Regions from separate parts of the Mus musculus genome. Here regions 2, 3 and 4 are each linked to region 1. The links are chromatin contacts, called in public ChIA-PET and promoter capture Hi-C maps. All regions are on one chromosome and are shown on one strand. Each heading gives the region's core, a stretch centred on a gene start, on an enhancer-like site or on the middle of the called end of the contact. The rest is flanking DNA. Distances are from core to core; before and after follow the strand shown. Region 1 overlaps BC034090 (cDNA sequence BC034090). Region 2 has its middle 27 kb from the start of Gm31772. Region 3 holds the start of Xpr1 (xenotropic and polytropic retrovirus receptor 1). Region 4 overlaps Xpr1 (xenotropic and polytropic retrovirus receptor 1).

Region 1 (5,857 bases), core at 1,609-4,108:
GCAGAGGTAATGCTACTCCTCCTTTTCTTGTTCCCATCAGAATGGGTGCTTGAGGGTGACCTGTGCCCTGCACTGGCCTCAAGTGATGCTCTGAAACGCAAAGGGGAGGGCATGAGCTGGATGTATCCTGCATCGTAGGGCTCCACAGACCCCAGTGGACCAGGGCCCATGTCCTCAAGGAGGTTCTAAGAATCAGGCTGTAGCAAGGAGAGCCACGCAGACTCTGCCAGGTACCCCGTGAAAGTAGAAGCCATCCACTCCGCTCCCGCGGGATGTCTCACAAGCCTCCTATCTGTCCGCCCTCAGCTAAGGGAATAGAGAAACTTATCAACAACAGGCCACAAGAAGAAGAGAAGCCAAACAGTGATGTGTGGGGTGAAGCAGGGTGGGACTAGGCACTTATTTTAAATAGTTTCCAGGGAAGAGCTCTTTGGCAGAAAACAATCTTTATACCAAGGGCCAATGACAGGAAGGAGTCAGGCCCTTAAGCCTGAAGTGAGAACTGTTAGAGCACAGAACAGCTGGGACCTCTGTCTGAGCAGAAACAAATGTGATGAGTTCAATGACAGCAGCCAGGTAGGGAGAGAAGCAGGAAGGGGTGTGCGGTGAAGCCAGGCAGGCAGGGAAGTCCCACCACGCCAAGCACTGTCAGCCCCGGGAAGAGGAGAGGAGAGGCTACTGTGGGGCTTTAAGTAGGACAATGATACCATTTAATTGGGTTCTAAAAAAATATTCCCTTGTGCAGCTAAGAAGCGAGACAGCTTAGACCAGATGGTAGAGAGAGGGGCTGGGGGCTGGCGAGGGCTGCCGGTGGGTAAGGGAGGGAAAGCAGGAGGAGGCAGATCGAGGTCTAAGCTGTGGGGACAGCACCACAGCTGCTGGGAAGGGGGTGTGGGGAAAGCAACCGTGGTGTTTTTATTGAGGGAACAGCTAGATACTTGAGAGAGATGTCCAGGAGGAACTGGCCAGACAGTCCTCACATTGTGGCAACCGTCCAGACCTGTCTGGGCCGTCAGGAGGCCGAGTGCTGTGTGCAGTCACAGGATACAGTCTGGAGCTGGGAAAGCCCTTACAAGTACCAGGTTTGCCTAGGCTTTGAACTTGGTCCAAGGAGGTTCCAGCAAGGTCTCAGGTGGCTAGGCCTCAGCTGGTGCAAGGAAGGGGATCAGTTTGCATCCTGGGAGCACCTTGAGGGCTGTGGCCCTCAGCTGTATCATTAGTAGCTGGGGCTCAAGGGTGGGGATATTACTCCGTGCCTCAATGAAGTCCGTCAGATAAAGAGAATTAGCAAAGGTGGGGCTGGAGTAGGTCAAGTGCATAGAAGTGGCATAGAAGCCTGAGGACCTGAGTTCAGATCCCCAGTGCCCACTTACAAGCCAGGCCACGCAGAGCAGCACGTCTGTAACCCCAGTTCCAGGAGGCAGAGACAATGTGGGTTGGGGGTTCAAACACACGGTGTGAGGCAACTAAGTAAGATTCCCCCAATGTTAACATCTGGCCTGTATATATACTTAGATACGTACAGCCATGTGTCCCCAGACACACGTGTACCCGGTTTTCCCTATGAGCACACATGTACAACACACACACACACACACACACACACACACACACACACACACACACACACACAGAATTAGGGAGGGTGGTTTAGGGCACCAGGATGTGGTCTAGGGCCTTCTGGGTCTGGAAGAGGAAGTTAAGAGACACTATGCTCCAGGTGGTATGTCCCCATCCAGCATGCCTTATGTCGTCAGGGCTTGCTCCTGCCACTCACCCAGTGGGCACATGGCCCCCAGAGCTGGATCCTGTCCTCTGTGAACCTCCTCCCCACTCCTGGCTGCGCTCAGGCTCCTCTGAGGTAAGGGCGAGGGTGATGGCTGTAGAGTTGACAGTGGCGATATCCACTGACTGGAGAGAGTCCTGGAGTGTTCCTGCAACAGCCACAGAGCCGCCCCTGCTACATGACTGTCCCCACAGGTCACACGGGGGAAAGGCCCATTTCCCAGCCTGACCTGAGGAGCAGGAGATGCCGGGGAGAGGTGGGAGCCGTAGGAGCAGAAGCAGTAGAAGCCCAGGAAGCAGTCAGTGAAGGAGGCGGGGCTCATCCTTGAGCATCTGCTAAACTGGAAACTTTGAGGATAAGAGTGGGGGTGCTATGGAGGACTGTGGACTACTGTTACCCCATCACCCAGCTGGGCACCTAATAAGTATTTGTTAAGTGTTAGTTACTTGTGGTAGGTCATGCCCATTCCGTGTCAAGGGACACAGTCGAGAACTGGGGAAACAATCTAAAATTGCCACAGCTTTTACTATAGCTTCCATCTTGGGTCCATTGTATGCACTTGGTGATATGAAGGGTGACTGAACCCTTCATAGACTTGCCCTGTGGTTCCCACGAGACAGGCTGTATCTTAACCCTCCCCGTCTAGATAAGAAAACATGAGGATAGAGAGAGGAAGCGGTTACCCAGGGGCCCTGTCACTAATAAGAGAATCCTCACTAAGTTCTCAAGGAAGTGCAGACTCAGGGTTCCCAGAAAGGTCACTGCATCTCAGAAGGTCTGCAGGACGTGGCTAGGTTCACACCAGCCTGGAGCCCACACAGGAGAGGGAGGCACAGCTGAGCTCGGTGTGGAGGGCGGGAGATGGGTGGAGGCAGAACAACTAGGGGGGAGAGGCTTTGCCTCAGCAACTTCACTGCTGTCCGCTGGGATCACAGCAGTGCGGATCAGAGCGGGCACAGAATCTGCCCACGGCGAGACTCCTCCTCCCTAGGGCAAGGAGCTTTGGCAGCCTTGCCCATTAGAATCTACTAGCAGGTCGGACAACCAGGGCCACGGAGGGATCAGAGCGGCAGCTTGCTGTAGTGCTCCCCCTGCTGGTCACTGCACCCCACAGACACGTGTGACCACAGAGAACCTTAAGGGCAGGGAGCCTGCTTGAGTAATTTCCCACAGTGCGCAGGACAGGTCTGAGCTTGTACAGGGTGCATGACCAACAGTGAACAAGGCAGTGCAAAGCACAGAAGAGAGAAGGTGGAAGAGGCAGGTGACTGTCGGTAGTCACTCTTCTAAACAACAGTAGATTACTCATAGTTTACAAGAGTCAAATGCCCACAAAGCCTGGCCCCAGCAGCTGTGGACTGAAGCTTCCCCTACACACCCCAGAGTTCCCATCTGGCTCCATCCCCACCGAGGTCCAAGCCCCTGCTCCCCATCCCCCAAGCACAGAACACTGGCTAACTTGCTCCATGCTCTTGCTAAGTCCTGCACCCAGCTGGTGCTCCCCTACATCCTGCAGGCCTGCTGCTGCTCTGAGGGATCCACAAGGTGCTGGGGGCTGGGGGGAGGGGGAGTTATGGGCCTTATCCTAAGGTGATTAGGATGGAGAGCAAATGACAGCAGTCCTTACCATCTCCATTGCTCTCCAGAGGCAGCACAGGCTCCTGACAGCACTGGTCCTTTTCAGATCTATTCCTGTGGACAGCCACTCCTGAGGGCCCCTGCAGCCCTAGAGGGATGCTGCTGCTGGAGTTGTTGTTGAACAGGTCCAGCAGTGGATGCTTGACTTGGGGGCTACAGGGTTGGGGTTGGGGTCGCGTGAGAACCACAGTTCTTGGAGGGGACACAGGCAGGGGGCTATCCATATGCTCTGCCTGGTGTTCCTGCCAGTGATGCCCCTTCTGGACTGACTTCCTCGGAGGCATAGGGCAGAGGGATTTCCTCAAAGAAGGAGGGGTTGGCACTTCCTCGGGGAGGGTCAATGTTGACTGTGAGGCTGGGAGGGGTGCAGAGGGCTCTTCATGGCTCCGTTGGAGGGGAGAAGTGCAGAGAGTTTTCAGAGACTCATGGCTTTCAGGAACTTGGTCTGGTGGTTGGCCTGATCCTGAGGACCCACGTGTCTTGGAAAACGGCACAGCATAAGCTGTCCTGCATGGAGATCTGCAGTCCTCGGGGTGGGCACAGTGACTTCCTGACCGAGGTCCAAGCTGCCCCTGGGACCAAGGTCTCTTAGGTTCCAAGGCAGGTTTAGGCACAGCATCTTCCTCTGGAAACAGAGTCCCCTGAGGTATGTGTCCACTGGCTTCTCTCCCCTCCCCTCCTACAACCCCATCATCAAGCTGGGGCAGGTGAGACCAGGCCTGAAGGCCGCAGGGCAGCTCCGCCTCAGCCTTTCTGGACCACCTGGGACCTCCCTGGGGCCTAGACCCATGCCACCGCTGCTGGGGGCTGCTCACTCGGATCTGCTCACCTGCCCTGCTAGACTGAGAGGTCCTGGCATCAGTACCATCTTTCCAGCTGTCTGAACTGTGGGTGCTGTCCAGGGCAGAGTCCTCCTCTTCCTCAGGGTGTGTGGCAACAGTGTCTGTGATGTGTGTTTCCCGGATCCATTCTGTGTGGAGCCCTGGGAATGGGGAGCTCAGACCATGGGAATTACAGGGCCCCAGCAGTACTGCCTCTGCCTCACAGGCAGCCTGGAGACTCCGGAGGACTCTCAGGTCAGAGGCTGCCCTCTCCTCAGCAGGGCAACGCTCCTCCAGACAGCTGCCACAGGCTGGACACTTCCTCTCATTGTCCCAAGGAGGTGGTGGTACAGGGAAGTTACTCTGGTCCAGGCAGCCCACGGCCCTATGAAATGAGCTATTCCCTACAATGCGGTTAATGTAGTTGGTTAGGTCGGGTTTGGAGCGTAGAGGTCCTTGGTCCACAGCATGGAGCACTGTGCTTAACACTTGACGCTGGCGCTGCTGAAGCCGGTCCAGGTACCGGAATTCAGCCTCGTGGGCAGACTCATCTTCAAAACGGACATGAGACAGGGGCATTTCTTGCTTGGGCCACTGCCCATTGCTGGACTCTATGCTGGAGGGGTCATTCAAGTTCCCATTCTGGAGGTTCTCTCTGTAGGCAGAGGTGGTCCTCAATTCCGGGGCTGGGCTTCTCTGGCCATTTCTAGTGAAGAGACAGGAGAAAAGTCACATGCAGGGAGGTGGAGAGGATAACCAGTGTGCCCTGGATGTGCTCTGGCCCAGGCCTCACCACTCTGGGGCACATTCTCCCATGGTGCCTGACGGTACCAACAATCCACAAGGTTACCCCCAGTCAGGCTCCCGGGAAGACACGTGACAAGCCCCAAGCCCTGCAGGATGAGCACATCTCAAAACATCTGAGTACACAGCTGCTCAACAAAACTGATACATCCTTCTTTATTTTTAACTCACTCTCTACTGCTGGGCTCAGCATGAGTTAACAAGAAAAGCTACTAAGCCAGGGACTATGCAGAAGAAAGAAGGCAGACCTTATGTGCACTCTGTGTGTGCATGTGTGTATACATGTGTGTGTATGTGTGCATGTGTATGCACGTGTGTATACGTGTGTGTGTATACGTGTGTGTGTGTGTGTGTGTGTGTGTGTGGGTGTGTGTGTGTGGACAGTGACAGATTGTAGAAACATGTTCAGTCAGTCCTGTGTGAGGAGCTCTACATCTGGAGATTCAACCAGTCACATAATAAAAACATTTGAAAATAAAACTCTGGATCTGTGTGTCCGTACAGAACACATAGGGACTTTATTTTCTTTGTCTTCCCTTAAAAGCAGTGGTTCTCAACCTTCCTAATGCTGCGACCCTTTAGTACAGTTCCTCATGGTGTGGTGACCCCAACCACAAAATTATTTTATTGCTACTTCATAACTGTAATTTAGCTACTATAATGAATTGTAATGTAAATATCTAATATGCAGGATATTTGATATGTGACCCTTGTGAAAAGATCATTCAATCCCAAAAGGGTTGTGGCGCACAGGTTGAGAACCACTCAACAGTACAAAATAGAAGATAGCCCTTAAATACTACAAAGC
Region 2 (5,857 bases), core at 1,242-3,741, 250 kb after region 1:
AGCAGATTACAGGAGGTTTCACAGAGCTAGAAGCCTAAGAAGGTTAGGAGGTGCTGGGTTCGCAGGGGGCGGTGGGAGAGCTCTGGAGAGATCACATCACTAGAGACCAGGTGGTGCCTGGTCTCTATTTTAAAAACTTTTAAATCTTAGAGGAAAAAAATCTTAAAAGGTTTTGCTTAATTGTGTTGTTTTAATTAAAGCACTCAGAATCCAAGCATGGTGGTGCATACCTGCACTTTCAGTCCTTGGGAGGTGGAGACAGGAGGACCAGTTCAAAGCCCACCTGGGCAACAGCAATCTCTAGCTCAAAAACTAAATCAAACCAAAACAGCAGAGAAAGTGCTCCTACACATCTTTGTCCACATCCCCTTGAGTTTCCTAATGGGCACAGACACCTTTATCCCTCAGACCCGCGTCCTGGGAAGAAGGTCCATTTGCAAACAGACCTGTTCTTTTTTTCAGGAGGGTAAGAAACAATAGAGCCCATTAAAAGTGATGCTCTTACCCTGTGGGAGATGATGCAAGCTAGGCATGAAGCCCAGAGACTGTTGCCAGGATACATGGCTGTCAGGTAGCAGAGGTCACAGGACCTCAGAAAGGGTTTCATAAATGACTAATTCGTTTTTGTTTTATTTTGTCCTTAATAAAGGATTGCCTCGGGTTCTCTAAGAGTTACTACACTTCAAATATTCGCACAGCACATTTGATATACGTTCTTCATATGGTCTCATCTAATTAGGGAGAGGCTGAGGGAGCAGAGGTCCAGACCCTTGCTGTACTCAGGGCATCTCTGAAGGACCACTCCAGCCCAAGAATGCTGCACAGGACCAGAGGCGACCCCTGATGCATTTGCAGCATAATTCAGCATCTTTCTCTGCCAGTCAAGTCACTTACACTTGTAGAGGTATTTATTGTCCCTGCTGGTGATCCCGATAACCTTCCTGCACGGATCAAAGAAAAATCAGAGCTAGATGGGTGTTACTCAGTAGTTAACGTAATGAGTAGAAGCAGCATTGTTTCAGACCTGTGCTCAATCCTGAATTGGGCAAAGACAAATGGGAACCTAGTGCCATGGAAGAAAGAAGGGCTTCAGTGAATAGGACATTATTAAGATGAACACAGGGTCTAGGTTAGGGGAATGTTGGCCAAATCGACTTGGCAGAATTGTTCTTTCAAAAATGTGTCATTGGTACAAGGCAGCTGCACACATGAACTCACAGCTTTGGGTCAGAGTGCACAAAACCAGGGGAAGTTCAAGCCAAAAGAAGTCCCGGCCTGGAGGGGGAAGTGAGCACAAAGTCTCAGCCTTTGCTGATTGTAATTGGTAATTCACTGCTGCCAATAGAGGGAGAGGGGATTTTTTTTTTACACATCTATTTTTTATTTCCATTAAAGCAATATTATCTGTATAAGATTTTGGTCCACTTGTTCTCCTGGTACTATTCAGGTTTGAATATTTCAATTTAGTTTCTTATATCTAACATAAGAACTAAGTATTTCACATGAGCAAATTAATATGATTTAAGTAGGTGTGCTCCTTACTATTTCTCATGTACAAACAGCCCATCTTTCTTTCTTCTTCCCATCTCAGTAGCTGTGCATCTCTTCTCTCACACCCAGCAACATAAGTGGAATTAGAGCATCAGTCACTATACTGAATAATCTCCAACTAATGTCAAATCTTCACATATTTGATCATTTAAGGGCGTGGCCTCTGGTAGGTTGAACACATTTCAGTGTGTAGCCACACACCCAAAAGTACACAGGCAACACAAATTGTACTTCATAGATTAAAAATCAGAGTAGTAAAGACACAGAGTTGGATGGGTAGGAGATGTGGGGTGGATCTGGAAGGAGCTGGGGAAGGAATGGGTATGAACAAAAATACAATGTCTGAACTTCTCAATAAATAATATTTTGTAAAAAGAAACCCATATACTGTTATGTGTGTATAATATGTGTGTGCCACTGTATGCACATGGAGGCCAGAGGAACAATAAGTGAAACAATAAGTTTTCTCCTTCCACCATGTGGGTGCTAGGAATTCAACAACAGGCTTAATGGCAAGTTGCCTTTATCTGCTGAGCCACCTTGATGGCCTTAATTTTTTTTTTTTTTTTTTGGTTTTTTGAGACAGGCTTTCTCTGTGTAGCCTGGCTGTCCAGGCTGGCCTCGAACTCAGAAATCTGCCGGCCTCTGCCTCCCAAGTGCTGGGATTAAAGGGTGTGCCACTACTGCCCGGCCTTTATTTTTAAAATGTATTATTAGAGTTTGTTTTCTTCAAACATGCAACAGAACTCTTGGTGTTGATACAGCTGAGTGATACAGACTTTCTGGGGAAGGACAACAGAGTCCGTAGTCCAAGCCACTTGAGAAGAGTGCCTAGAAGTGAGAATGGAGAGGCAAGGGGTTGGCTTCAGTAACCAAGGAAACAGGTTATGGGGTAAGCAAGGAAACTGTGGCTGTATCTTGGTGGCTGTGTCATCTGGTGGTCAGAATGCCTCTTTGTGGTTAAGCTTTCTTGAAGCTGTTCATAGGTTCTTCCTGTTATATCGAAAACTAAGGCACCATGAAGCTTTCTTAGTTGCCACGTACACACACAGAAGGAGTCTGTATCCCTAGTCCTGGCTTCATCAAAATATCACTCTCAGTCTGTTTTTTGTTGTTGTTGTTGTTTTTGTTTTTTATAAAACCCCATCCTCTGCCCTCTTCTGGTGTGTCTGAAGAGAGCAATGGTGTACTCAGATACATAAAATAAATAAAACCCCATCCTTCACCCTTTGTGAACATTTCTCCTTCTCCTCCTTCTCCCCTCCTTCCATCCTTCCCTCCTCCCTTCTTTGTCTATCTTCCTGCCTGTCTCTGTCTTCTGTTCTGTTCTGTTCTCCTCCCCTCTCTTTCTTTCTTTTTTTCTTCCTTTCTCCCTTCAGTTCTGGCTATCCCGGAACTCACTCTGTAGACCAGACTAGCTAGCCTCAAACTCACAGAGGCCCTCCTGTTTCTGCCTCCCAAGTGCAGAGATGAAAAGTGTATGCCACTCAGCCTGCCCCTGCTATGGGCTTTTCAAGAAGATCATGGGAGGAATTATCGTAACTAGGAAATCTGATCCAACATCATTTGGGAGAGGAAAAGGACCAACTTAGCCCTATGAATATGACATCCACCTCATAAATATTCACAAAAAAGTTCTTTAAAACCCAGCGTGTTGCTACACACCTCCCCCCACCAGCCCGCTCTGATTTCTCTCTGGGATATATGTATTACTTTGCCTTACTAAATAAAATTCTTTCCTAAATAAAGTCCTGCTGTAGCTATTGGTACGTATTGGTTGAATGGTTTCCTTGGAGGAGACAAGAACCATGGAGCCTTCTTCATGCAGTAAGACAAGAACCTACCAGACTTATTTAGAAGTCTTCTCTGTTATATGCAAATTTCTGCTTGTATGCTGGACACACACGTACACAAACACACACACACACACACACCACACTCAGACACATAAACACTCACACACATATACACACATGCCCATTTCTATCCTGATATCATTTTATTATGCTCTAAAATTACATTAATTCTAACAGAAGGAATCTAAATCTTGGAATTAGTTTTAAATGTTTTGAATTAAGTATATTTAATTTTCAAAACAGCAGAGTCATTAGTGAGAAGAAGATTTATCGATATGAGCTGGAGAGATGGCTCTGTGGATAAAATCCTTTCCATCAAAGGGTGAGGAACTAACTGACTTCAGATTTTCAGAATCCGTGTGAACGCTGGGCAGGTATGGCAGCCCACATGTAAGCCTTGTAAAAGATGTGTGCTAAAAGACTATTTTGTGAGTTTCTAGGCCATATAGGGCTAAATAGTGAAACTCTGTTTCAATGAAAAAAAAAAAACCCAAACCAAACAAACAAAAAATTAAATCTTAAAATGGAAAAATTAGGGACTGGTAGCTGCTATCGGCACCTGTTACCATGACAGATGACCTGAATTCAACCCCAGAATCCACACAGCGGAAGGAGAGAGTCAACTTCTGAAAGTTGTCCTCTGACCTCTGTACTTAAGTCATAGTATGTATGTGTGTACACCGTGCAACACAACAAACATAAATAATATAGTTGATTTTTATATCATCATCATTGATTGATTGATTGATTTAAGACAGCATCCTTTTACATGAATCAAGCTGACTTTAAACTCACAGAGATCCTCCTGCCTCTGTTGCTAAAGTCCAGGGATTAATGACATGTCCCACCATGCCCAGTATGGTAAAAGTAATTGAATTTTTGTTTTAATGTGGGGCTGGGGAGATTAGCTCAGTAAGGAAAGCACTCACGGCACAACAGGAGGACCAGAGTTCTGCTCTCAGTGTGGCAGCCTGTGGGAGGCAGGGACTCCCAGGGACTCCCAGGAGCAAGCTGCCTAGCAAGAATGGCCATATTGGCAAGCTCTGGGTTTGACTGAGAGATTCTGCTTCAAAGAATAAGGTGAAGAGCAAGTGAAGAAACCTCTTACTGTTGGCTTTGGGCCTGCACGTGTAAGTGTACACATTTGCTGGCTCACCTATGCCCGTACACACAGGCCCACACATGTAAACACACAGAGAAACATGCACACACCCCCACGGACACACGCAGAAAAGAATCTGAATGAATTCCAGTCTATTTACTTACATATTATGGGTTATAGTTGTGCTATGGACAACTGAATCACCGGCAACTGCAGCTTGGGGATGTAGAGACTGGGGATGGACGAGCAAGCAACAATGACCACAGGTCAAAGATGGGTTGTGATTATTATTTTTTTAAGATTAAAAATCCACAGGTATGGGCTGGAGAGAGATAATTTTAGGAAGGAAGATCAGAGTTACCAGAGAAATAAGAAGTTGATTAATAATAGACTAAGAGCCTTACTTTAATCTAACTTTGGGACATTTAGGGCTTAAACAATTGAAAATGTGTGTGTGTGTGTGTGTGTGTGTGTGTGTGTGTGTGTGCTCGAGCACACACGCCAGCATGCCGAGACACACATATAGAAGTCAGAGGACAGCCTTGGTTGTTGGTCCTCGATTGCCATCTTGTTTGGGACAGGGTCTCTTGCTAACCAGGATAGGTCAGGAACATGAAGAGATTCTGTGGTCTGTGCCTCCCATCTTTCTGTAACTGCACTGAGATTACAGGTCCATTCTACCTCTTACTTTCTGTGGGTTCTGAACGTAGGTCCTAGTACTTGTATAGCAAGTGTTTTACCCACTGAGCCATCTCTTCAGCCTGGGGTTTCAAGCCAACCTTGCCAGTACGCTCCCTCTGTGTTTTCTGGAATCACTTGGCTCTCTTTAGACTAGTGCTTGTAGAAGATGATCCAGGTTATACTGATCAAACAGCTAGTGTAAGATTCCGGGAAGTCTTAGCTTACCAGGGACCCCCTGAGTGAACCACGTGGAGGAATTTATTGTTCCAGTGCACTGGGATTGTCCCAGCCCCAAAGGAGAGGCAGCAACCCCCAGCACCCATTCGGCGAGTTTTTATATGGTTTCCAGGGGCAAAATAGAGCATCAGCAACTCGGCACAATCTGATTGGCAGAACAGTGCACCCTTTAAACTGATTGGTCTTTAGAGAATGAAGTGACAAGGACTTCCTTTGTCTAAAGGTGGGCAATGGTCCATCCTGAGGAATGTGTCCCCACCCGCAGGTCTGTTCCTGCCCTGTGGTCTGAGAAATGGTAATCAGTCTCTTCCTTCCAGAGGGGCGAGTGTTTCATGACCTTCCCAGAGTTCCTAAGCTGACCTTTTCACTAGGATCCCAGAGAAAACGAAGCCATGAACTCTGTCCTCTGGGCTCCATGTCCACCTTTGGC
Region 3 (5,857 bases), core at 1,083-3,582, 190 kb after region 1:
ACATAGTAGGGGAATCTCTGTAGAATCAAATTTCAATTATCTACAATAAATGAATTTTTCAAAAAGTCATTTATAATTGGTCTGAGAAAGATAATGCAGTCACTCAGAAGCACAGGAATTCTGTCCCACTGTGACCAATCTAGAGTAACCATTTAGAAATAATAGTAACCAAATAGACTGTGTACATTGAGGAGTCTCGAGTCACCGTGGATACTCCAGCCACAAAGCTGACATTACAAATCAAGGGTTAATCGAATTTTTAAACTATATCAGGCTTCCCCTTCTAGTCCAAGATAGTCCACATTAATTCTATAAAATAGTCAAAGTTAAAATACTTAGATATATATCACAGGGATATATCCAAGTCCGGTTCCTCTGACCAAAAGCAAGCACCCCATACTGTACAGTAATAAGCTCTCCAGCATGCTACAGCACTAACCTCTGGGAAGAGCTGGCAGCGGTGCTCAAAGTGGTAGGAGGAAGATGAAAACCCAGTGCCCTTCTTTCAGTGGAACCCACCATCTGGATTCTAGCCAAGGCTTTAAAACTGACTGAATGTTATTACAAACAATAAATCAACAACTCCACAGCCTGAACTGTTAGGACCTTTTCTTCCAGAATGCGGCAGAGGAAGGTTACAAGGAAACTGACAAGAGAGTATTAGTAATGAGCCATTCGTTTCTGCCATTAAATACAATATATTACAAACAAACTTATTTTACAATCTTCAAGATTCTATTTAACCTAACTATCCCTTTCCCTGGTCTTCAATTATTACACAGGCTATATGAATAAATGACTGACTGCTGTTGCCTAAACATCCTATCACTAAATTCATATAAAAGTTAAAAAGGAAATCCAAAATATTTTAATCCATAAAACCTAGCTAGTATGTGTGTGCATGTTCCTATTGATTTTATACTCTTTGTTCCTGCTCATACCATAGATGTGAATTCCTGGAGGTTACAGACCCGCTGTCTTTTCTCTCTCCAGGAGCTGAACTACTAGCTTCTGAGAATAACCTATTGCAAGCTTCAAATAAATAAATAAATAAATAAATAAATAAATAAATAAATAAATAAATAAATAAATAAATGCCTTTCAGGTATCCTACCTTTTAAGTATATGAGTGGTTTGCACTGTCTTTACTTTTCCCAATATTGATGCAAGGTTCCTTAAAACATGTATTTAAAAACCCTCCAAAAGCCTTGCAAGAGGAAGAAACTGAAAGGAGGAACATGTCTCGTGCAATACACAAGTAAGGTACTGTATTCACAATACAGTGATTTTTCTCCCTACCAAAAACTTAGCAGAAAACCTGAAATTTTAAATAATTCTCTTCCCTCCTTTCTCTTCCCTCCATTCCAAAACCAGAGAAGAGTGAAAAGCCAAAGATGTGATTATTCTGTATAGTTCGTGCAGTCAGTACAAAGACAGAGACAACCGTCTCCTTATCAAAACAGAACTATTGGCTCAATGCTTTTGAAAACTATAACCACTGCATTAGGCGATACACATTTCACCAAGTTTCAATCCTGTTACAAAGCCTTTGTCAACAGTGAGCAAGTGGAGGTAAGCCGACGGGGCTGGGTGGACTGAAGGCAATCGCTGGAGGGGTTTATCTTGCAAGAGCTCGATTCTCTGGCGAGAGGTGAGCAGCGAGAAGCACCTAACCTTGGCAGAGGGGGTGATCTCTGGCGGTGGGGACCGGAGGTCAGGGTGAGTGGGGAGGGGGTGGCGCCGAACCGCCGCGACCCCGGGCCGCCGTCGCACCTGCGGCTTGGCCTCCCACCACCATTCCCCAGCCCCAGCCCGGCAGTGCCCTTCCTCTCGCCGCCGCCTGCATATCCGTTACCCCGGCGGCAGAGGGCTGCGGGGGAGGGGAAGGACGGCCTGGCCGCCGGGGGCCAGCAGCGCCGGGGATGCCGCAGTGGCTCCCCGCGGCGGTGGGTCAAAGTCCGCCCGGGCCGGGGAGCTCAAGGCAGCGGCGGAGGTCGCAGCTAGGGAGATGACAGCCCCTCCGAGCCCGCCCCAACCACAGCAGCCCCAGGTACCTCATACTGGATGTACTGCTTCCTCCACTCGGGAGTGATGTGCGCGGAGAGGTGCTCGGCGAACTTCATCCTGCCGCGTCCCCCTCACTCCCACCCGGCTCTGGCAGCTACAGGCGGCGGCGGCGGCAACAGCGACTCCGACTCCTCCCCACATGGGCCCCGGCGCTGCGCGAAGCTGCGCTTCTCTCCTCCTCCGCCGCCGCCGAGGTCTCCTCAGAGCCGCCCTCCCGCCATCTTCCTCCTCCTCTCCATAGCCCCGCCCCGCCCCGCCCTCTAGACGTCATCGCCATGGTAACCGCCTACGCCGCTCCGACGGAGGGGGCGGGGTGGGGCGTGGCCTCAGGGGCTTTCCTTCTTGCTCCGCCCCTTTGGGCCGGACGTGGGAAGGCACCTCCCCTGACCTCTTCCGCCTGCCTCCAGTCTGCCTACAGCTGCTTTCTACACTCTGCCTGGGAAAAACAACAATGTTGCTACTGCAATTAATATTGGTACTGGAGCAACAATAATCCACACAAGACGCTGATATTTGCAGAGAACTGTGCAAATATTATTTCCATTTTAATATTGATTCTTCATAAAACCCTTAAAGATAAATCAGCAGTGGTCCAAATTGAGTAGTTGAAACAGTTAAGAGCCAATTGTATTTAAGGGAACTGTATTTGCATGCTGTAGATGCTCAATAAATGCTTGCTTTCAATTTAAAATGTCAGTGCCAGAAAGTTTGTGCTGCTTCTGTATCTCAATGTAATTGTCTAATTAGTCCTAGTGCTACCAGAAAGGCCAAAACATCTAGATACAAACCAGGATTGACACTTTGTGATACAGCTGACTGGGAGTGGGGGGCAAACTTGAGAGGGAAAACAATGCTGAGAAGAAAGAGAATCCTCTCCTCACCCAGTCCCTGTGTGACAGTCCTGTATCCAGGCTGACCTCTGGAAAGATACCACAGAGGCAGCAAAGTACCATATTCCATGTGAGAGTGACTGCCCTGAAGGACTTATCTGAGGGAAAAGCCCAGGTCTCACCTTGGATGGTGGAGCCCTGGATAACATAGTAGCTGACTCTCTTTTTAAGTGTGTCTATTCTTGTCCCTGTACCAAGCACTGTTCTAAACTCCTTACATGTAACTTTATCCTCTTTAACTCTTACAACTTTGATGAGACTCAAAGGTTTGCTAAGGAAGTATTGTACCTGTGACAATATAGATCCCTGTTGACTTCCCAACACACACACACACACACACACACACACACATACTTCAAAACGCCATATGTTTTTCCTCCTTCCCTTCCTCTAAATTCCCCTTTCTAATAAGGTTTTATGAATGTTTCTTCAAGAGAAAGAGAGGGTATGAGGCTTGCTCAGAAAAAGCACATCTTTCTGGCAAATGTTTGAACAGAAGCCTCAGCCTCTGGTGAAAGAATCGTCAGGGGGCTGGAGAGATGGCTCCGAAGAGCGACCTAAGTTTCATTCCCAGAATCCATGTCAAGCAGCAAGCAGCTCATAACCACCTCTAACTCCAACTCTGGGGATGTTTGTGGCACCCAAGGACACCTACCTGCACTCACATACAAGTACCCACACACAGACTCACACATATATTCTTAGTTAAAAATCATAAGTGGGGCCTGGAAAGATGTCTCAGTGGTTAAGAGCACTGACTGCTCTTCCGAAGGTCCTGAGTTCAAATCCCGGCATCCACATGGTGGCTCACAACCATCTGTAATGAGATCTGACACCCTCTTCTGGTGTATCTGAAGACAGCTGTAGTGTACTTACATATAACAATAAATAAAATCTTTGGGCTGGAGTGAGAGGGGCCTCAGAGCTAGCAGAGGTCCTGAGTTCAATTCCCAGCAACCACACAATGGCTCACAACCATCTGTACAGCTACAGTGTACTCATATACATAAGATAAATAAATAAATCTTTTTAAAAAATAAGAAGTGTGCATCTCTTTTAAAAAGATAGAAAGGATAAGCAAAGCCAAAGAGAAGAAAAGAAGGTGAAGGTCTCCTTCACACTGGTAATCCTCTGCCCATCAAAAAAATGTCCCCTCTTCTAAAACAGTACAGTGCCAGGAGAGAAACACAGGCGAAAGGGAACATTAGACATTGGGAACACTGTTGCCACAGCACAGCCCTCCCATGCCTTAATTGTATGTAAGATTCAGGAACTGTGGTCCGATTGAAGGAAAGATGAAATCCTTAGTACTAGTTCTAAAACCAATAATTCCTAGTTTTTCTCCAGCCTGACTCAAAGCCCAGCTGCCTAGCCAGACACAAAATCTTTATTTATCCACACGTGTGGATAAGGAAAAAAAAATGGGACAGGGTCTTATTATGTAGTCCTGGCTGGCCTAGAATTCTCTATTGTAGACCAGGCTGGCCTCTAGCTCAACAGACATCCTCCCATACCTCTGCCTCCTGTGTGCTAGAATTAAGAACACACACCATCGTGTCCAGCAGAAATTTCTTTATTCTTAACATTATTACAAATATTTCAACAAACACTTCAATGGCATTTGCTGAACACCTACTCTCAGTAGAGAATAAAGCCAAGTGATTTAAGAATTATCTTAATAGTTTTGCTCTAAACTAAACAGGCCCCTTGCTTAAGACTTCCCCTGTGAAGCCAGGTGTGGTGGCACACGCCTTTAATCCCAGTACTAGGGAGGCAGAGGCAGGCGGATTTCTGAGTTTTAAGCCAGCCTGGTCTACAAAGTGAGTTCCAGGACAGCCAGGGCTATACAGAGAAACCCTGTCTCGAAAAACCAATTAAAAAAAAAAAAAAAAAAAAAAAAAGACTTCCCCTGTGAATATAATCTTTACTTACCCTAACTCTGCTGGGTGAACATTATAATATTCCAGTCATGACTTTCAGGAATGAAGGACAGTTCAAAATGACATAAAACTGTCTTGTCTTTGAAGGAAATCACAGTCTAGTCAAAGTCACGAACAGACTGATGGCCTACGATGTGATCTCCGCTGTAAGGAAACAAGCATCTCTGGCTGAGGAGAAAGTAAAAGATGGCATGTCGCAGAGATGCTTCTGAAGTCCAGTCTCAGGCAATGATCTGACAGGCGGAAAGAGCACACCTCTGAGACCTCAAGGGCACATAGCAAGATGCCAGGGCTGCTAAGAGTGTCACAACATTCTCTGACCCAAATAGCCTCCAAAAGGTTGAAACTGTCTGTGAGGTCCCCTCCAATCCCTGATCGGATCATTCTCTGTTCACTGCCTTGCCTTTAAGAGCCGATCAGACTCTGAGTGAGCTCTTAGAGGACAAATTGTTCACTTTGCTTGTCTTCTAGAATTGAGCACAGTGCCTGGCACTTGGACATTCAGTAATCATTGAAAAAGGAAAGTAGGGAAGGAAAGAAGAAAGAGAAGGGAGACAGGAAGGGAAGAGAGATGGAACTGGGAAAGTAAGACAGGCTAAACAACCTGAAGGATTGAAAAAATGATCACAATACCAACATGGAGTCTCTGAAGATTTTGTTTTTGTTTTTGTTTTTTTTGGGGGGGGGGTTGTTTGTTTGTTTGTTTGTTTTTTGAGACAGGGTTTCTCTGTGTAGCCCTGGTTGTCCTGGAACTCACTCTGTAGACCAGGCTGGCCTTGTACTCAGAAATTTGCCTGCCTCTGCCTTCCAAGGGCTGGGATTAAAGGCGTGCGCCACCATGCCCAGATGAAGAATTTTTAGTGCCTAACTTGGGCCTGGGCAAGCGGTGCATATAAATGTTCCCAGCACTGGTTCTAAGAGTAGACCTGAAATAAACTCCTAACTCCCGTGTTTACAAGC
Region 4 (5,857 bases), core at 1,967-4,466, 170 kb after region 1:
TTTGTTTTTCGAGACAGGGTTTCTCTGTATAGCCCTGGCTGTCCTGAACTCACTTTGTAGACCAGGCTGGCCTCAAACTTAGAAATCCGCCTGTCCCTGCCTCCCAAGTACTGGGATTAAAGGTATGCGCCACCACACCTGGCCATTTAAATCTTTCTGGAAATGCCCTAACCAATACTCCCAGAGGTATGTCTTTTGGGTGAAAATAAATTCAGTCAAGCTACCCATGAAGATTACAATCAAAACTGCCAGGCATGGTGGCGCATGCCTGTAATCCCAGCACTTGGGAGGCAGAGGCAGGCAGATTTCTGAGTTCGAGGCCAGCCTGGTCTACAAAGTGAGTTCCAGGACAGCCAGGGCTACACAGAAAAACCCTGCCTCGAAAAACCAAAAAAAAAAAAAAAAAAAAAAAAAATTATAAAACTACTTAGATCTACTGAATGCCTACCATCAGATATCATAAACATTATAATTTACTATTTTAAAAGAAACTTACAAGTCTCTCTTAAGGATATGACTCCATTTAATCAAATAAAGGTATGAGACTCGCCGGGCAGTGGTGGCACATGCCTTTAATCCCAGCACTTGGGAGGCAGAGGCAGGTGGATTTCTGAGTTCGAGGCCAGCCTGGTCTACAGAGTGAGTTCCAGGACAGCCAGGGCTACACAGAGAAACCCTGTCAAAAAAAAAAAAAAATGAGACTCAGAAAGGTAATTAGAGTAGTTTGTCCAAGTATAGCTAAGTATCATTCACTTAGAAACCAACATTTCTTTAGGAAAGACAATAGCTCATGATTGGGAGTAGGATCTTATTTCCTAAAACAAACTTATTTTTAACCTCAAACTTTTCTGACTATTCCCATATAGTTCTAATCTTGTCCTGTGTCTTTAATTGTTTTTTGTTTTGTTTTGTTTTTTGTATAAGGTGTGGTAAATAGTCTCTGATGATCCTTGCTTCCTGGTGGGAACGCTCATGTGTAGGTCCCGCTAGTACTACAGACAGCAGGCTTGTGTAGGCAACTGAATATTGCAAAGACGCCAGGGTAGAACTTCGGAAGATAGATCATAAGATACGGTGTTTTTCTTCTTGTTCTGTCTAGTATCACCCACTCTGGAGAAAGCCAGCCAAGAAAACCTCAAGTATCAGGAACTCCATGTAGTAGAGCTGAGGCCTCATAAAAGTGTAGCACAATCCCACAAACTCTGCGGCTGAGACATCCCACACGCTGCTTTCTCAGCTCCTGATAAGACTCACAATTTCACAGAACTACCTGGGTAAGCTGCTCCCAAACTCTTGCCACACACAAACTGTGTGAGAGTTTTGTAACAACTTACCCATAGATAGATAAAGATCCAATTAATATGGCAATAATAGATTAATTGCCAATAGGTAATTAATATAACAAGCTAGATTTGAAAAAAAGTTATACAAGCAAATGTACCTGTTAATAGAGTGTAAATAACATCTTTGGTTCGTTCTGATCAAAACAACTTAAGTTTTTATTCCTATAAAATTAAGGACTATAGAAAAATAAGGTTGGAGAAGAGAGCAGGTTCAGTGGCTAAGAGCACTTGCTGCTCCTGCAGAGGACCTGAGCTCACTTCCCAGCATCCCCTCCTCATGACTCACAATTGCCTATAGCAGTAGCATCAGCTCCTGGAAATTCATCATCATCTTAAGGCCTCCATGGGTACCTGCATACACATGGTACACAGACATATACACAGGCACTCACATAAAACAAAACTAAAAGTTTAAATTAGAAAAAAAAGAAAAAAACAAACTAGTGGGGCTGAGTAGATGAGATGGGTCAGTGATGAAAAACACTGGCTGCTCCTCTAGAGGACCTGCTGTTGATTCCCAGCATACACATGGTGTATCAGAACCTACTGCGTATCCAGTCCTCATAGATGTGATGCCTCTTCTGGCTGTGGGTATCAGGCACATACATGAGGCAAGGAAATATACAGATAAAACACTCATACATATTAAATAAAATTATTTTGTTTAAAAATTAAAAATACAAAAAATATAGAAGGAAAACTGTAGCAACTTCAAGTTATTTATTTGAAAAAATACATTCCTATGTCAAAGCTACCACTACAACTTACACCAATTCAAATACCCTTGAAAAATCACTCACTCCCAAGCTAGAACAGGATCTGCAGAAGACTAAGACAACATTGCCTTCGTCTATGGACCTTATTCTGATAAAAAAATAAAACTGGTGAGATGCACTCTCCTACCCTTGAAATCTATACAGCTCATTCCTACACTCCTGAGCACAGAGCAATGTCATGACAACCTCTGTGAGCCACTGCATCTAACCTAGCACACGTTCAAAATATGCACTGATAAGCTATTCTGACTCACACTGATTTTAAGTGTTCTAGCTGATTATTAGTTTTACTAAACTATTTTACAGTGTTTCCAGTTTCATGAGATATCAAATTGAGAAGTGTTTCTCAGTAATCCCAAATTTCATTACCTTTTCTTTTTATACAAAATCCAAATCCCTTTCATTCACTGCACACAAAAAGTTTTTCAAGGCTTTGCTTTCTAGATTTCCTAAATGTACGTGTGTGTGTGTGTGTGTGTGTGTGTGTGTGTGTGTGTGTGTGTGTGTGTGTGTGTGTGTGTGTGTGTACTACTAAGACTATTCAATTTAGCATGTTAGATTTTGGTCAAATATAATAGTTTCACCATGTAACACTGCTAACTGCTCTTCTAAGTAAAAAGCTGTCATTTTATGTGGGGGAAAAGCCAAAAAGTAAAAATAAACTCAAAAGGGAACTAAATTTTACAATGTTAGTGCCTATATGCCTATAAATTCTTTTTAATTCAGGGGTCTCAGACTACTTCATGACTCAAAATTAAGAAATTAAGCATTATCTGTAAGATACTGTTTCCTGCAAACTTTACTACTACACTTCAAGAAATGTTAAAATAGTTGTGTTACTAGAATTCTACTTCGGCAGACCTGAGCTGCTGTCAGGATGCACTGTTATTTTATGTATCGTACAAAGGGAAAGCATGCTGGCAGGAATAGGATGGATCCCAACGTGGAATATGTGAATGTAGCAGCGCCACTGTTGCTGTTAGTTTAGGAAATGCACGGGAACAGGAACTTCCATTTTTAAGAGCTTATGAAGCTAGACACCTGGCATCTGCTCAGCTGGGGTGAGGACACTGGCTGCATCAAAGCATGACAGATGGTCCTGTGTCAGAGCACATGTAACAGGCAAAGAGCACATGATGACATAGGAAGCCAGGGAGCAAGCCGGCCTAGCTTAGTCTTTTTATAGCAATGTTCTCATAAGAACTAGCCTGAATCACATGAGAACTACATTAATCTACATTAATCTCTCCCAAACATGGAATCCTCGATGACCTAAACACCCTTAAGAGGGCACACCTCTTAAAAGTTCTAAAACTTCATGCCACCACCAGAAACCACAGCTCCAGCACATAAGCTTTGGCACATCCCAAGCACAGTAAATGGAGTCTAAAGCATTGTTACATCTAATTCTCACAGCAATTCTACCAAGGCAAATGCACTCATTATGTACGTATCCAGACGTGTCTATGTGCTATTTATATTTATCCATTCATTTCATTTCATTTCATTTCATATTTCCCTCATAAAAAGGCCTCCTTGGGATCTACAGCTCATGGATGAGACAATTGTGACACAGATGAGCACAATGACCTGCCCTAGCTGAGCTACCTCAATTTCGACTTCAGTGATGTCAAAAATCAACTTTTTGTTTTTAGATGGGATTTCTCTGTGTAGCCTGGCTGTTCTGGAACTTGCTCTGTAGACTAGGCTGGCCTTAAACTCTGCCTGCCTCTGCCTCCTGAGTGCTGGGCCTAAAGGCATTTGCCACCACTGTCCTGACAAAAATCAATGTATTTTCTTTTTTTTTTAAAGATTTTTTTCCATTTTTTATTAGGTATTTAGCTCATTTACATTTCCAATGCTATACCAAAAGTCCCCCATACCCACCCACCCCCACTCCCCTACCCACCCACTCCTCCTTTTTGGCCCTGGCGTTCCCCTGTACTGGGGCATATAAAGTTTGTGTGTCCAGTGGGCCTCTCTTTCCAGTGATGGCCGCCTAGGCCATCTTTTGATACATATGCAGCTAGAGTCAAGAGCTCCGGGGTACTGGTTAGTTCATAATGTTGTTCCACCTATAGGGTTGCAGATCCCTTTAGCTCCTTGGGTACTTTCTCTAGCTCCTCCATTGGGAGCCCTGTGATCCATCCATTAGCTGACTGTGAGCATCCACTTCTGTGTTTGCTAGGCCCCGGCATAGTCTCACAAGAGACAGCTACATCTGGGTCCTTTCAGCAAAATCTTGCTAGTATATGCAATGGTGTCAGCGTTTGGATGCTGATTATGGGGTGGATCCCTGGATATGGCAGTCTCTACATGGTCCATCCTTAAAGATTTATTTATTTATTATATGTAAAGTACACTGTAGCTGTCCTTAGACACTCCAGAAGAGGGTGTCAGATCTCGTTACAGATGGTTGTGAGCCACCATGTGGTTGCTGGGATTTGAACTCTGGACCTTCGGAAGAGCAGTCAGGTACTCTTATCAACTGAGCCATCTCACCAGCCCCCAATCAATGTATTTTCTAACATCACCCTATTAAGAACCAGATTTTTTGCTCCAGAGGCAGAATCTGGTAGATCCCTGTAAGTTCCAAGCCCACAGTAAGCTCTAAGCCAGCCAAGGCTACATGGTAAGACCATCTTTGAAATTTAAAAAAAAAAAATTAAATTTTAAAGGCCCTTAGTACAATGCATTCAAATCATATAGAAAATATTTTTGGTCCTTTCTAAGAAATATCAATAGTAGAACACTTTGAGACATTCATCTTTCAAAGCATAAGCTTAAAGATATATGCATAGACCATGTAATTATATGTGCCAATTCTTCTGTTTATTGGTAGTTTTGTTACCCACTATTATAAAAATATTAGAAAAATGGAAAAGATCAAAAACCTAGTGCTAAACACTGGCTCACTGAGTAAGAAAAACAAAAAGTTCTCTAAACTAATCCCCAAAGACAAACGCAATGTTCCCTCCATTGCTGGCTACCTTCAGCCTCCTTTACTCTTCTAAATCGCTCTTCCTCACTGTGTCAGAGCTCGCTGACACTTAGTCATTTTAAAAGAAGTTTAAAGCTTCCATGTGAAATAAGATTAACAATCTTGCTCCTCTTCCTCCTCCTTCTCTTCCTCCTCTTCCTCTTCCTCCTCCTCTCCCCTCTCTCCTTCCCCCCCCCTCCGTCTCTCTCCCCTCTTCCTCCTCATCACTTCTGACTTTGGAGCTGGAGACTGAACCCAGGCCCCTGCCCATGTCAGTCACACACTCACATATCCACTGTCAAAAAATCCAGTGATCAATTCTTTGTTCACTTTTCCCTTCAACATACTGTACTAAATTTTGTCAAACAAACCAAGTGTTTGTGGAAGTCTTGATACTAATTTGGAGCAAATTACTAACTAATTTACATTTAACTAATACTAAATGGGGGAAAAAAGTTACTTGTACCATAAATCCTGAAAGGCACCACCACTCTCTATTTCGGGGGTTGGAGGCGCACTGGGAACTGAACCTAGAGGCCTATTGTTAGATACATGTTCTACCTGCTATGATTCCCAACCCCAAAAGTGCTTTTATGGCTCTCCTAGCCACTCCAAGTAACAGTTCTAATCTAGGTAATGGAGTGACTCTAAGTTAACAGAGAGGGAGCACATAATTCCGGTTATATGGAATGTTGACTCCATATATCTATCTCCTTTCCCTCTCAAAGCTTAATGACAATGTAGGGATTACTTTAAGT

What was found. Promoter capture Hi-C pulls out the DNA fragments that hold promoters and counts their contacts. ChIA-PET counts read pairs in DNA pulled down with a chosen protein or histone mark.
Region 2: an RNA polymerase II ChIA-PET map of memory CD8 T cells shows a contact between it and region 1, with 15 read pairs. The contact joins two enhancer-like sites. A contact is called at or near these places in 1 of 39 promoter capture datasets (liver), 1 of 115 datasets of contacts at active chromatin or transcription factors (memory CD8 T cells) and 3 of 9 other capture datasets (adipose tissue, embryonic stem cells and pancreatic islet).
Region 3: a contact with region 1 is called in an RNA polymerase II ChIA-PET map of memory CD8 T cells, with 9 read pairs. The contact joins the promoter of Xpr1 here to the enhancer-like site in region 1. A contact is called at or near these places in 2 of 39 promoter capture datasets (the C10 cell line and hippocampal neurons), 4 of 484 Hi-C or Micro-C datasets (CD4 T cells, embryonic stem cells, large pre-B cells and 1 more), 3 of 115 datasets of contacts at active chromatin or transcription factors (effector CD8 T cells, kidney and memory CD8 T cells) and 2 of 9 other capture datasets (adipose tissue and liver).
Region 4: a promoter capture Hi-C map of pre-B cells shows a contact between it and region 1, with 2.5 times the contacts expected there. The contact joins two enhancer-like sites. A contact is called at or near these places in 7 of 39 promoter capture datasets (3T3-L1-derived adipocytes, the C10 cell line, hippocampal neurons and 2 more), 1 of 484 Hi-C or Micro-C datasets (large pre-B cells) and 2 of 9 other capture datasets (adipose tissue and liver).

The regions. Positions count from the first base shown.
Region 1 is chr1:155,221,498-155,227,354 of GRCm38.p6, forward strand. BC034090 (cDNA sequence BC034090) reads right to left here. Exons shown (of 10, transcript NM_001370865.1): 5 at 3,414-4,951; 6 at 1,778-1,934; 7 at 1-90. Among named protein-coding and RNA genes, the nearest start is that of Gm31102, 19 kb to the right of the region's middle. Within about 2 kb of position 2,859, at least 166 of the 459 cell types and tissues checked have an H3K27ac peak or open chromatin away from gene starts, as enhancers often do. A contact at or near this core is called in memory CD8 T cells, pre-B cells and rod photoreceptor, where this site is marked.
Region 2 is chr1:155,473,945-155,479,801 of GRCm38.p6, forward strand. No RefSeq gene overlaps it. Among named protein-coding and RNA genes, the nearest start is that of Gm31772, 27 kb to the left of the region's middle. Within about 2 kb of position 2,492, at least 31 of the 459 cell types and tissues checked have an H3K27ac peak or open chromatin away from gene starts, as enhancers often do. A contact at or near this core is called in memory CD8 T cells, where this site is marked.
Region 3 is chr1:155,415,112-155,420,968 of GRCm38.p6, forward strand. It overlaps Xpr1 (xenotropic and polytropic retrovirus receptor 1), which reads right to left and starts at 2,333. Exons shown (of 15, transcript NM_011273.2): 1 at 2,055-2,333. The coding sequence starts at 2,123.
Region 4 is chr1:155,391,880-155,397,736 of GRCm38.p6, forward strand. The region is part of intron 1 of Xpr1 (xenotropic and polytropic retrovirus receptor 1); the gene reads right to left. Among named protein-coding and RNA genes, the nearest start is that of Xpr1, 23 kb to the right of the region's middle. Within about 2 kb of position 3,217, at least 34 of the 459 cell types and tissues checked have an H3K27ac peak or open chromatin away from gene starts, as enhancers often do. A contact at or near this core is called in pre-B cells, where this site is marked.